2 separate regions of the Mus musculus genome follow, and region 1 is linked to region 2. Evidence: chromatin contacts called from public HiChIP or PLAC-seq data. All regions are on one chromosome and are shown on one strand. The core of a region is the stretch at or near the end of the contact, and the rest is flanking DNA. Distances in the headings are between cores, read along the strand shown. Region 1 has its middle 9.9 kb from the start of Gm25369. Region 2 overlaps Mthfd1l (methylenetetrahydrofolate dehydrogenase (NADP+ dependent) 1-like).

Evidence for each region. HiChIP or PLAC-seq counts read pairs in DNA pulled down with a chosen protein or histone mark.
Region 1: a contact with region 2 is called in an H3K27ac HiChIP or PLAC-seq map of the HPC-7 cell line, with 6 times the contacts expected there. The contact joins two enhancer-like sites. A contact is called at or near these places in 4 of 39 promoter capture datasets (the C10 cell line, the HPC-7 cell line, hematopoietic stem and progenitor cells and 1 more), 2 of 484 Hi-C or Micro-C datasets (the N1E-115 cell line and embryonic stem cells) and 1 of 115 datasets of contacts at active chromatin or transcription factors (the HPC-7 cell line).

Annotation. Positions count from the first base shown.
Region 1 is chr10:4,176,245-4,183,339 of GRCm38.p6, forward strand. No RefSeq gene overlaps it. Among named protein-coding and RNA genes, the nearest start is that of Gm25369, 9.9 kb to the left of the region's middle. Within about 2 kb of position 5,832, at least 20 of the 459 cell types and tissues checked have an H3K27ac peak or open chromatin away from gene starts, as enhancers often do. A contact at or near this core is called in the HPC-7 cell line and hematopoietic stem and progenitor cells, where this site is marked.
Region 2 is chr10:4,104,563-4,111,518 of GRCm38.p6, forward strand. It overlaps Mthfd1l (methylenetetrahydrofolate dehydrogenase (NADP+ dependent) 1-like), which reads left to right. Exons shown (of 28, transcript NM_172308.4): 26 at 1,815-1,967. Among named protein-coding and RNA genes, the nearest start is that of Gm25515, 3.7 kb to the left of the region's middle. Within about 2 kb of position 3,434, at least 136 of the 459 cell types and tissues checked have an H3K27ac peak or open chromatin away from gene starts, as enhancers often do. A contact at or near this core is called in the HPC-7 cell line and hematopoietic stem and progenitor cells, where this site is marked.

The sequences.
Region 1 (7,095 bases), core at 4,582-7,081, 74 kb after region 2:
AAAGTAACCAATGTTCAACCCAGCTCCACAAAAAGAAAGGGAAAGGGGCAGAAGGGTTAACTGTACTTGTGACATGTGAAGCTCTCTGTATGCTGTAAATCACCTTCATGAGCTGACACTGCTCTTCTCTGCACCAGCCATCTTCCTCCCTCTGTGTCTTGCTCATCTTGAATACTGTCTACCTTCTATTGAATACTGTATCTCACCAAGAACCTGGAAGGCAATTTGATAGGCGTATCGTGTCCACTTAACAAAACAACATCAATAGTTTGTCCACTGGGACTTGTGACCTCCCCCATTACAGACTTCTGATTACGTTTACAATATAGATGTAAACTCCTCCTAGAGTAGCAGATGTCAACTACAGTAAGAATTTGGTTGGTTAACCCAATAACAGACTTGCCTCCATTGCACATCCTGTAGTATTAATATTGTAGCACACAGAGTCCACAGCTGAGTAAGATTATTATTGACAATTCTCCCTCAGCTACCTTACACAGTACCCTCAGGCACTAGGAAGACTGGCTTGTGGGAAGGAAGCTTCCAGCTTAGTTCCAGTTTGGTCTGTGTCCTGTGATCAAGGCATGTGCCATTCTCAGCAATAGAGTCTTACTATCTTGTTCTGGTGGGCAACCAACACAGTGGCGATTGCCTGTGTTGTTTGGGAGCTTTAGGCTTCTCAACCTTACCCATGGCATTGGGATTCTCATGTAATAACCTCGAGCTAATTACCTAGAGCTTCAGTGACCAGCTTTATCTACCAATGCAGAGTACCTCTGTTCAACTCCACTTCTTTTTAAAGACTTATTTTATTTATATGAGTACACTGTCCCTCTCTTCAGACACCAGTAGAGGGCATCAGGTCCCATTACAGATGGTTGTGAGCCACCATGTGGTGGCTGTGAATTGAACTCAGGACCCCTGGAATAACAGTCAGTGCTCTTAACCACTGAGCCATCTCTTGAACCCCTTATTTTGTTTCTTAATTAGCCTATCAAGTATCAGCTGTCTTCATGGCTTTTTTCACGTGTCCTTCATGTTGGTTGGTCTTTGACACCACCTCTTCTTTTCTTAAACCTTTCCATTCCAGATAGTTTTTTCCCCTTGCCTAAGCATACCACTTGATTCTAGCTTAACAGCACTCAGCTCAACTCACCACATCGACAACTCTGCATTGACCCTAGCTCCAAATAGAGCCAAATGATGTTCCCGGGAAGATGTGAAATGAGAAGTGACACTATTCAGTGTATCTGGACAGCAGCCATCGTGTGAAGGGATGATTATAGAAACAGTGTGTGCAGAGTGGCTTCCATCATTTTTAAGTTCCCTTAATTCTATGCTTTAAATGTAAACATTTTTATAGCTCATTTTGGCAAGAGTCTTTACGGCACCTTATTTAATTTGAACTTTACCACAAGTCTATAATTAGCCTCATTTTAAACACGAAAGAAAGAGGCTGCAGAAACCATATATAAAATTGCCCCAAGTCAAACAGAAAGATCAGTGGAGAAATTGAGAGAAAAGCCAAGCTCTCCCTCCCCAATATTTGGCTGAAAGAGCTAGGCTTATATTTGAGTGATCCCGGGGTCCCAGACTTCATCTTTTCTCTCTAACCTTTGCTTCCTTCTTTCTTTCTTCCTCTCCCTGCTTCTCATTCTTTGAGATGAGAGTCCTCACTATGTGGCATATGCTATAGTCAGCATAGGCTGACCTCGGACTCACCATCATCCTGTCTCAGCCTCCCTCGTAGCTAAAGTCAAGGTATTTATCCATCCGCTATTTTTTTTTCCATGAAACTGATATACAGAATAGATTGCCATGGTCCAGGCACCATGCTAAGATAGATGTCAGGTGAACCTTTCAGACTGTCTGACCTACCTTGTGACGCTCAAGGAGCCAAAGACCAGCAGGAAGCTGGTAATTAGAGCATTGTGTGTTCAAGGAAGTGGCAGGGTGGTGAAGAGACCCAAAGGCCACCAGGCCATGTAGCCAGCTCAGACGTTGATAAGCAGGAAAGACTTCCACAAGAAGTCACAGCTGGGCTTGATTAGGAATTGTCAGCCAGAACAAGGACACTGGAAGAAGTACAAACTTCCAGACAGCCATCCCTTCTTCAGGGCCCCACTACCTTTCAGGTCAGCAGAGTCAGTCTCTGTCACCAGGGCCTTCTGCAGGCAGCCATTCTCTAGACCTGCCCTTCAAAACGATGCCTTAGGGGAGAGATCTAGTGAGAAGACAAGAGGCCCAGGTCCTCCAGACCAGAGTGGAAGGTTGTTTAATGTTCACATCCCCTGTTGACATGGTATTGACATCAGAACTTGGACCCTGTCTCTTAACAGCTGGGACCCCCCCCCCCCCAGTACTCACCCATGTACCTAGTAGAGAAAACCATGTGATTTCACAGGGAAAAGGACTTAGCTGCCGCTCCTACTTTGACACTGGCCATTTCTACTCACACCAGGAAGGATGAGGAGGAAGCCTGTGGTTGGGAAGCTACCATACCTAAAGCAGCTTTGGAAGCCATAGAGTTCCCCCAAAGATGTCCATAACTATCTCTTACCACCAGCCCCCAGAATTTACAAGATGAAAGCACTGCTGCCCAAAGCTCATTCTTCTCTCAGGGAAGACATGTCTGGCTAAACCCAAAATACAGAAAATGGGGCCAATCCAGCATCTCCAGTGCTTATCTGCTAACTGGGGTGTCTGCAGTCAAAGCCACACTTGCTCTTGTGTGGTGCACAATCACCTCCATCAATCAGTGACTGCCGATTGATAACGAGCTGTGCGAAACATCTGGGCCCCTAGGGGAGAGTTTAAGACTAAAGCCCTTCTCTCTGAAAACTCCCAAATGACAAGGGAGGTTGTTCATTCTCTGCATCTTCCTTCTCCCAGATAACTCCTCCCACCGCCCTTTGCTTCTGAGCCAAAGTTGAAAGCCAGAATTGCTGTAGTTGGGATGCCTCGTGAGAATGGCCACCGTCCAAACCTAAAGCTACCTCCAGCTGGTCTGAATGTTCCAGATGTTTCCCTGCAGCATACCAAATCCCAGAGACAGGGGATCAACCCACACATGGTACCTCAGGGACTCCTGATAAGACCGGCCAAGTGGAATCTCATCTTCATCCATATGACCCAGCCATGATGGTCTACAGGGAGAGATGTAGCTCTCAATCCAGAACATCCATTGCCAGGGAAAAACATTTTTTTGAAGATTGTTTAATAAAGACTATAACCCAAAGCAACTTGGGGAGGAAGGGTTTATTTGGCTTGCACATTCAGAGCCCAGTCCATCACTGAGGAAAGACAAGGCAGGAGCTCAAGCAGGGCAGAAATTTGGGAGTAGGAACTGAAGCAGAGACCATGGAAGAACACTGCTTCCTGGCCTGCTTGTCATGGCTTTTCTCAGTCTGCTTTCTTATACCACCCAGGACAATCTGTCCAGGCGTGGCACCGCCCACAGTGGGCTCGGCCTTCCCACATCAGTCAAGAAAATGAATGTTCCACAGATTTGCCTACTAGCCAATCTGATGGAGACAATTTCTCAGGTGAGGTTCCCACTTCCCAGATGGCCCTCACTCATGTCAGGTTGACAAAAAACTGACCATCACTAACTAAGCATCTATTATGTACCTGGCACAGCAACTCACTTAATGACAACACTTAAGAAACAGATTAGCATCATTGTCCTCTTTAAAAATATGCAAAAACTGATTGCAGGGATATTAGGTCACTTGTCTACAAGGTAGCAGAGCCAGACTTGGTGCAGGTTGCTCAGCGAGCAGAGCTAGCACACCAGTCAGTAACACTGTGCTGCTCTTGGCCTACTGTGCATCCACTTTCTGTAACTATAACAATATGCCTGAAACAATGAATTTACAGAAAGAAAGGGTTCTGTTTTTTTGCTTTGTTTCAAGCTCAGCATTTCAATGATTCCAATCCAGAAACCATTGAGCTGGTTGCTTTGGGCCAGAGAACAAAGACAAAAAGGAAGTCCAGGAACCTCAAAAACCCATCTGGGGTACACGCCACCAGTGACTCAAGGGTGTCCCACTAAGCTCTGTCTTCTCAAAATTGTACCACTTTCCATTACTAGCATCCTACAGGCCAGGGCCTTACAGACAGTCAGCATCTGAACAGCCTTGTTGTGACCATTGTTTTGCCAGCATAGGAAAAGGTCAGTCCTTAAAAGGCACTAGAGTCCTTCAATCTAGGAATGGGAACTGTCTTGGCAGCCACTGTGCATAGATGCTCATCATCTTGTTACTACATAGATGCTCATCATCTTGTTATTATAACAGATAACCTGACAAAAGCAACCCAAGGCAGAAAGGGAGGTTTATTTTGACTCTTGTTTCCATGGCACCGTCCATCATGGAGGGGAAGAAGGCAGTGAAGTATGAGACAGTTGGTGTATTAGTCAGGGTTCTCTAGAGTCACAGAACTTATGGGTCGTCTCTATATAGTAAGGGAATTTGTTATGGTGACTTAACAATCCAACTCCCCAACAATGATCAGCTGTGAATGGAAGTCCAAGGATGTAGCAGTTGCTCAGTCCCACAAGGCAAGCAGGAGGAGAAGAGAGAATCTTCCTTCTTCCAATGTCCCTATGTAGGTCTCCAGCAGAAGGTGTGGCCCAAATTAAAGCTGTGTACCTGGATCTGAGACTTGCTTTGTCCCAGATGACCTTGAACTCAGAGATCTCCTTGCCTTAGTCTCCTGGGATTCATAGCCGCTATGCCTCAAGATCTCCATGCCAAGATCCAGTTCAGACACTTGTATCTCCCAGCCTCAAGATCTGGATCACAGGTGAGCCTTCCAATTCTGGATTGTGGTAGTTCATTTAAGATATAGTCAAGTTGACAACCAGAAATAGCCATTACAATTGGGTTGCACTGGATCTGCAGGAAGTAGAAATGAGTACTAGTTAGTACTCAACTTGCTTTTTCCTTTATTGTTTAGTCTGAGACCTTCTACCCAGGGGATGGTGCCAGCCACATGTACGGTGAGTCCACCCCAATCAACCTGATCCAGGAAAGCCTGAACAGACATGCCCAAGGGTTTATTTCCTCAGACATGCTAGGTATAAAACTTCAGACAAAGGAGTCTGACTTCACCCAACCAGTCGCTCTGGAAACAAAGAGAGATTGTTGAAACTGCAGGGCCATAAGATCAAGGGGGCTTAGACTGGACCAGGGGACAGAGGTAGACATCAGGACCAGTTTGTGCCATATGCAATTGCCATATGCAATGGATGTCAACCTGTTGCCAAGGGCTCTGCCTCAGAATTGCCTAGGTTGCAAACAAAGAAACTTCTGTGCCTCAGGATAACCGATTGTTATAGAGCCAGGGAACCAGGTGGACAAGCTTGCCTGAGAGAGATGACCACACTGTGTGGGCTTTAGTGGTGGAATAGTTAGCATCCAAGAGGACTTCATCATCCCATTCTAACACATACTTTGTTCTTGCCCTTCTCTCTCCCTCCACTCCACTGCTGCCCTTCTCAAATTGCCCTTACCCTCCCCCTCCCCCCTCCCCCTCCCCTGAATGTCCTGCAGTTTAGAAAATGGAGATCATCAGAGGAGGAGCTTGAGGAAGCAAAGTGCAGAGAAGAGTGTACCCTGTTGCTCTCAGGCTACAGAGGAACTGGCCTAGCCCTGCAGGGCAGTTGGGGTCTCTGGGGCCAGATGCACAGGTGACAGCTGCTATGGAGTGAGGAGAGAGATGGAGTCAGAGCCATAGAAAAGTATCTATCTCCTTTGCAAAGGACTGTCCTCCCACCCAATGTCCCCTGCCCTGTAGAGACAGGAAGGACAACAAGGAGAGGAAGGGCCAACAGGAAGAAGGGAGGCAACAAAGGCCAGGACTCTAGCTAGGAACAGGGCTCTCGGCCATAGGACAGGAAGTAAAATACAGGAGTTTTCTATCAGGGCAGGATGTCCCCTTGCATTCCTTCAGGAAAGGGCCCCCCTGTGTCCTGTACAGGGTGAGAGATGGCATCCAGCCCCTGCCTCTGTGTGTGTGTGTGTGTGTATGTGTGTGTGTGTGTGTGTGTGTGTGTGTGTGTGTGTGTGCTTGAGCCCTAAAGGGCAAAAGAAGAGGTGTGGAGAGGGATCCAAATACATGCATTTTCAACGGTTAATTTTTCTTTTTCTCTTTCTGGAGACAGGGTTTGTGTAGCCACCACATAACTGAGGAGGCCCTGCACTCCTGATCCGCTGCCTCTACCTCAAAAGAACTAGGACTGCAGACTTGTGCCTCCATGGCCAGTTTAGGAGTTCTGTATTTAACCCTATGCTCAGTTTGAGCAAGAAAGAGGAAACTGGGTAAGTCCCCTGATAAGGAAGCAGCAGTTTGCAAAGGGTGATCTGGGAGGCCCTCCTGCGTGCTGAGGTGAACACTTGCATCATGGGAAATGGCAGTGAGCATGAGATTTATTCTCTCTCCCTCTTTCCCTCTCTCCCTCTTTTCCTTTCTCCCTCTTTTCCTCTCTTCCCTCTTTTCTTTCTCCATCTCCCTCTCCTTCTCCCTCTCCTTCTCCTTCTCCCTCTCCCTCTGTGTATGTGCATGTGCACATGTGTGAATCGAACCCAGGACCTTACACATACGAGGCAAGTGCTGTACCACTGAACTATACCCTCACACCTATCAGGCTTCTCTACTGCCCTCCAGCATTCAGACAGAAGTCTTAGTCAAACGCTAGGTGAAATCATATCCACTGGGCACTGCCTGTCCTCTTCTGCAGTCTCATGTAATGGTTGACTGCCACTTCACCCAGGAGCCCTTTAACACTGCTACAACTTCCTGAATTCAAACACCCCCTTACCCTTAACCTTACATTTATCCCTTACCTTACCCCTCCCCCTACACCTACAAATAAACCTACCCCTACTTCTACCCCAACCCTAACTCCTACCCCATCACTACCAGTACTCAAACATGGATCCCTACCAAAACAACCTGTACCCTCTGCCCCTTGTCCATACTGGCGCATACTGTCAGAGGACACCGGCAGTCTTATTTGTTCATGTTCATTTGAGTGTGTGGCTCCAATTCACTCATATCCACTTAAAGCACCTAGTCTCCTCAACAATATAT
Region 2 (6,956 bases), core at 2,184-4,683:
CTAAAAGCCTCTCTCACATTCTCAGCCAGGGCTCAACCCTAGCCCCAGCTTCTCTGTTTTTTTTTGGGGGGGGGGGTGGTTTGGTTTTTTTTTTTTTTTTTTTTTTTTTTTGAGACAGGGTTTCTCTGTATAGCCCTGGCTGTCCTGGAATTCACTTTGTATACAAGGCTGGCCTCGAACTCAGAAATCTGCCTGCCTCTGCCTCCCAAGTGCTGGGACTAAAGGTGTGCCACCACCACCCGGCTCTCTCTTTCTTCTTTGTGTGTATGAGAGAGTGTGTGTTTTGCACACATGTGAGCATACGGGTGTGTGCATGTGTGCATAGACATGCAGAAAGCATCATGGTCTACCTGACTGCCTTGAAATAGGGTCTCTCACTGAACTAAAAGTTAACTGTCTTGGCTGGGTTTTTTAGTCAGCATGCTCTTGGGATCCTCCTGTCTCTACTCATCCCACTCCCATCATGCTGGAGTTACAGACATGCACAGCCACATATATATATAAAATATATTCATATATAGTATGTATAATAAGTATTTATTTTATATTTTATACATTGTATATTATATAATTATATATCTATATTATATATACTATATGAGATATAGCATATATGATTTTATATACTATATATTATATATAAATTTTACATGTTATATATCTTGTAACATATATTTATATTATAACATATATAAAATATGTTCTATATTTTAAATTATATGTAATAATTTATATTCTTTAATGTTATAATTTATTCTAATAGTCTTTTTTCATTTTGAAATATGACTTATGGTAGAATATGTTAATGGGATGATACATTTTTTAATTTATAGTAAATTTTCAAAGGCCATGCATATAATTTTATAGGAATTATTTCAATACTTATTCATTTTACAAAATCAGAAATTCTAGGTACCAGTTATGATATTTTTTCCTCGCCAAAATCCTCATTAATATGTAAAAGTAGGGATTTCAAGAATATAGTACCCACTCCCACCCCCGCCCCCACAACTGATATGGCTCTAAAATGTTCTAAATAGTTGTATGTTGAATCATAAGCAATTACATTCTGTCATCTGTCTGTCTACCACGGGAATATTCCTTAAGCATTAGTGTCAAGTATGTGGTTGCAATTAATTAGTAAGGTCTCTGAAGGAACACTATGTGCTGTGTAATTACAGCATCCTTCCCAGACACTGTTCTTTTTGTAAGTTGCTGCACGTGACTTCCTCCCCTTTCACCTTTGGAATTCTGGGTCAGGCACAGACTTTGGTCCTTAAAAATAAAAGAAGCTGAAAAAGTGACCTCATCTTAGTTCCTAGAATGTAATCGCAGATCAAATAGCCATGATTCATGAGCCAGCACAAAGGGCCCTTTGCTTCCCAGCAGACCCCAAGAAGGGCAGAACAATGGCCCTAAGAGCCTCATCAGGAGCCTTGTTCTGGTTACCTTTCTCCTTCCTGGATATCAATAGCCTTGGAAAGTGCTTTCTACAGCATGTCCAGTGCTGTGTCTAAAAATAGCCTTGCTTATACACACACACACACACACACACACACACACAATGCAAGTGCCTCCTCTCTAGGAGAACCTTCAGAGTAAACAAAAAAAACCTCACAACCGCTAAATAATGGCCTTAAGAGCAGAGGTCTTGTCCTCCCTCAGCTTCTAGCTGAACAAACAGCCACGCCCACTAGCCTCACCTGCTGGAGTCTGTGCCCAGACACAATTGCTGCAGAGCTCGTGTAAACAAAGATCCAGTGCACGAAGCCAGCACTCATGGCAAAGAAAGTAATTCCTTTTCATTCCTGCAGGGTTTTGGAAATTTGCCCATTTGCATGGCGAAGACCCACCTCTCTCTCTCTCATGAACCTGACAAAAAGGGAGTGCCGAGGGATTTCACTCTGCCCATCAGTGATGTCCGGGCCAGCATCGGGGCTGGGTTCATTTATCCTTTGGTGGGAACGGTGAGTACCAGACCTCAAAGCTATTCCTAGTTTGTGTTGCTGTCACGTCTTAATCATGCTCTGCCAACTCTACGAATCACACAGCAGGATGGAATTGACAATTTTTGCTGGTTTTCTAAGCACTCTTCCACCAATAACAGGGTGAAAATACACCTCTGCCATCTCGGGCCAGGCCCTTCTATTTTCAGATCATGTGTTCAGGAGCCACAGAGGCATAAAGTGAATTTCCTTCTGGGAGAGAGAAGAGAGTGAGTGGTCTCAAGATCTGTCTGCTGACTCAGCAGCAGTGTGGCCCAGTGACCGACTTCTGCTGCAACTCAGAGTTACGATATTGTATTTCTATGGGCAAGTTGGGGCTGGCTGCTCACAGTAGCCAGGACCCTAACAGCTACCCCAGGGGTGAGGGGGAATCAGTGGCCCACCCTCTGTTTCCTTCTTCAACACATCTTGTGTGTCCCTTTGGGATGACATTACACATACATCTTATTCCCAACATGTTATTGAAAAGTATGAAATAATATAAAATTGTCAAGTGGGGACATTTCACATTTAAACATAAAAGGAAACATTTTAGTGTAGTGGCTTTCAGGAGTCACACTATTATTAAGTAAAGTATTAGAAAAAGCCAGTGGTGTATACCTTTAATCACAGTATTGAGGAGACAGAGGCAGACAGACCCCTGTGTGTCCGAGACTAGTCAGTCTAATCTACATACTGAGTCCGTGCTCTATATAGTGAGACCTTGTCTTATGTGTGTGTGTGTGTGTGTGTGTGTGTGTGTGTGTGAGTGAGAGAGAGACAGAGAGAGACAGAGGGGGGGTGAGAGAGAGAGAGAGAGAGAGAGAGAGAGAGAGACCTTGTGACCCTGAACATAGGGAAGAAGCTGATTGGTAGACAGAATTGAGTCTAGTGTTAGCTCATTTGAAAGGTTGTCGGGACATAGGAAATAAGTCTCTTAGAAACATAGATGAAGCCAGGAAGATGGTCCTGTGGTGAATCTCCCACCCCACCCCACCCCCACCTCCATGGCCAGGCTAAGACCAAAGCTGTCCTGTAAAATCAGCGTGGACTCTTTCCCCCAGCCTGTTCCTGGGCCTGGCTCTCTGACTTATGACCTGTAATAAATGAATGCATGGAACAGTCCTGGAGCAGCAGCAGCTACTCACAGGTTTCCTGGAGTGAGCCATCAGTGACGTTATCTCAACGCAGAAGTTCCCCTGGTGGCTGCTCTCAGGGACAGAGGGAGTGTCCCTGCCTGCCCGAAATCAGGCCTGAGGAATCAGGAAGGAAGTGAGGCCTAAGTAAAGGGGGTCCAGGAAGGCAGGACACTGTCACTTGGAGGCACTCTGTGACAGTACAGGAAGCCATATGCAAGCTGGGCAAATTCCCCCAGGAGGCCAGGATCTCCTAATAAGGGTGGAATTTACTTTCTTTGTCCGCACTCTGGGCCCTCCCACAGACTTGCTGGAATGCATCAAGCATTCATCACTCCTCTGAGAGACATTGTGGTAACTTCCTGGTGGGATGACTAAGGAGAAGGAATGGGGGGTGGGGGGCGGGATGACACTCAGGGAACTGACCCCTGCAGGTGGGAAAATTCTAGCTGGATGAAGCAATGTTATGCTTAGTCATTCCACATTCAATTGCTATCAGGCATCGGAGATACTGAGATACAAGGCTAACCTCCAATCCCCACTCCCTGACGTCCACAATCAGAACTGTTCTCCATTCTTCAATAGAATTCATTCATTCATTCATTCATTCTCTTATTCAGCAAGTCATTAATGGTACCTCCAGCATGCATGGGGAAGAACGCGGTCCCTTACCTCCCGTGTGGGTTTCTGGTACAGAGACTCTGGTAAATAAATGTCCAACATGGACAGAACACTGTGAGCTTTAGAACACAGGGGCAGGTCCCCTCTTGGTGTGTCCTGAAGGCAGGCAGATAGCCCTTCTGTACCTCTGCTGCTGCTTAAGTCTTGAAAACAAAGAATTCCAGCATAAGCCAGTCCACCCGCGAGTGGTAACTGGGGTCAGCTTGACTGGTGTTGGGAAATCACATGGGGAATGCTGGAAAGGCGTCACCTCTTTGTCCTTCTGGGTATTAGCGGCTGGACACCTACCTGAACTTCCTTCCTTGCCTAGCTGTCGCCTGTGTTTTTGGGGCTGAGCTGTCACATCGCATTCTGTTTGGTAATTGCTTTAATTGGTGCTGATTAACACTTTCTAATGGCTAGTGTGGAGGCTTCTCTGGCCCATTTCACCTCCCCACGATTGATTTTTTTATAGAAACCCCTCGGCTCACCATCCCGAAGACTTTCTGGATGTGTGAGGGTAGCCAAGTATTTTTTCTACAGTCACTTTCTTTGTCCCTATGTAAAAATGCATTCCTGGGCTGGCAAGATGGCTCAGTGGATAGAGATGCTTGCTACCAAGTCTAACAACATCCCAAGTTTAATCCCAAGGACCCATATGGTAGGAAGAAAGACCCTGCTCCTAAAAATTGTCCACAGAATGCCACACATGCATGCACACACCCATACACAAAATTAATTATTGTAAAAGAATTTAAGGAACGTATTCCTGGGTGCCCCTGCTTCTTTAGGATGACATTACATATACATATTCTCCCCAACATATTATTGAAAATTACGAAATAATAAAAGATTGTCAACTGGTATAGTGCACACCTCAGTGCCTCTTTTCCTAAGAAATCATTTGCCAAATGCATTTTTTTTTTTTTGAGCAGGGGCAGAAGGAGCAAATACTTTCTTATAATTTTCCCAACCTCAAATTTTATAAACTACTCTATTCCTTGGAGCTGGTGATTTATAATAGCCAATAAACCCAAGAGCCTGTGTAACTTTTCAAAAAATAATCTCATGATGAAAGAGATTCGTGATATATATATCAGGTGTTCTCTGTCCTATCACATTGGTTCAGCCTTTAATTATTTACAAAGCCTCTTTAATCACTTGGCATGAAATATTATTTACTCTGTAAGCCATATATGTGAAGTAATGTTGGAACATAAATTCCTTAGAGAAAGGACCAGAAAGACCACACCAAACCCTTAGTGTGAAGTAGCGTATATCACTTTTATAACATAAAAAATATGATAAATGGGGAAATGATAAACCATAAGCACTTAGAACAATATTTAACTTGGGCCAAACACTTTCAGGAGAATCAGAGTTCCCCAGCGTGTGGGATCTGACCCCATGTCTCCGTCTTGCCTGTTTGGGCTGCTGGTCATGTTCTGCAAGCGGCGCGCTGCGTTCAAGCAAGGGGAAGGAGCTGAAGTGGCCCTAAGAGACATGTTCTCTGAAGGTGGTGTGTCTGAATGTGTTCCCTGTTTTTGCAAAAGGGAGAAAACCCAGAGATTTCTCCCTGTTAATTAGTCCCGTGCTCTTCTTACACTCGGTGTTGGGGTGGAGACGGGGGCAAAGGACTTCTTTCTTCTCAAAGAGCTTTCCTAAGCAGTTACACATTTCCAAAACAGCATGGAGAGGTATCCAACCAAGCTTGAATTCTTAACAGATGTCCATTTGAAGTTGGCTTTTTCTGTGACTGTTTTTCTTTGATATCACATCGAGGCTTCGAACAAAGGACTCTGAAGGAATTTACAGTGGGAGTTCTTTCTAGGTGGCTTTCTTGGTGGCTGGTTGGTGGGTCTCCCTATACATCCCAGGCTAGTCTTGAGCTCACAGTTCCTCTGCCTTCTAAATGCTGCCGTTGTATGAGTTACTATGCCTAGACTGAATTCTTTTTTTTTTTTTTTTTTTGTTAAGTCAGGTTTATGACATACAGGGCTGGGTTTTTGGTTTTTGTTTTTGTTTTTGAGACAGGGTTTGTCTGTATAGCCTTGGCTGTCCTGGAACTCACTTTGTAGGCCAGGCTGGCCTCGAACCCAGAAATCTGCCTGCCTCTACCTCCTGAGTGCTGGGTTTAAAGGCGTGCACCACCACGTCTGGCAGGGCTGGAGGATTTTATGATAATCTTGACTGGAATCTTGGACTTTAACAATCTTACAATTCATCCAGAACAAATTAAGCCATCTAGTGGTATTTATGGGGTAGTTAGCACCATATAGGGTATCTCTAAGAGTTGCTGGGAATCTGTCTCAAAGACTCATGAGGAAGGCATACACTGAGGCAGGGACATCCGTGACACGCAGTGGCTGTCCATCTGGTTCCTTCTGTCTTCTAGTCCATTCCCTCGGCGACCTGCCTAAGGAGAATCCTTAAAAGATCCTAAAAGATGATTCTGTATGCATGTGCACACTCCTTTTTTATTCTCTCCTTGTGGGGAGGAGCCAAGGTGGACCTACCCCAAAGTGGAAGTCTCCGGGACAAACGATTAGAAGATCAGCTTCGTGCTGGGCTGTGGTGGCTTACGCCTTTAATCCCAGCACTAGGGAGGCAGAGGCAGGCAGATTTCTGGGTTCGAGGCCAGCCTGGTCTAAAAAGTGAGTTCCAGGACAGCCAAGGCTATACAGAGAAACCCTGTCTCAAAAGAAAAAAAAAAAAATCAGCTTCAACTTGCTATGGCTTTTGTCTCTCCTATGGGTGACCTGATCTGGCCACACCGTACCACTACCAGGTGCACCCCTGACATCATTGCCCTAGCTGGCCCCCAGAAAGCAGGAAGCTGCCAGAGCCAATGGGGGAATCAGTGACGTCATACCCAGATGACGCTGGGTGGAGATTTACTGGACCCGGTACAGGGGTTGCGGGGTAAACACAGCAAGCCCCGGCCTCACCCTCCAGAGGCATTGCCGGTTTGTTCTTTCTCACGTTCCGTTGAACTCCTTCTGTTTTCCCTCCTTGCTCTCTAAGTATGTACTGAATGTAGAGCTGCCTGCTGCGCTGATTCAGGTCAGCTTGCTGGGATGCATCCCCACCCGCCACCCCCTCCACTTCAGGATGCATGGTTAGCCAAGCGCTTTCTAAATTCCACTGCCCACCGGCGAAGGTGAAGTCATTCAGA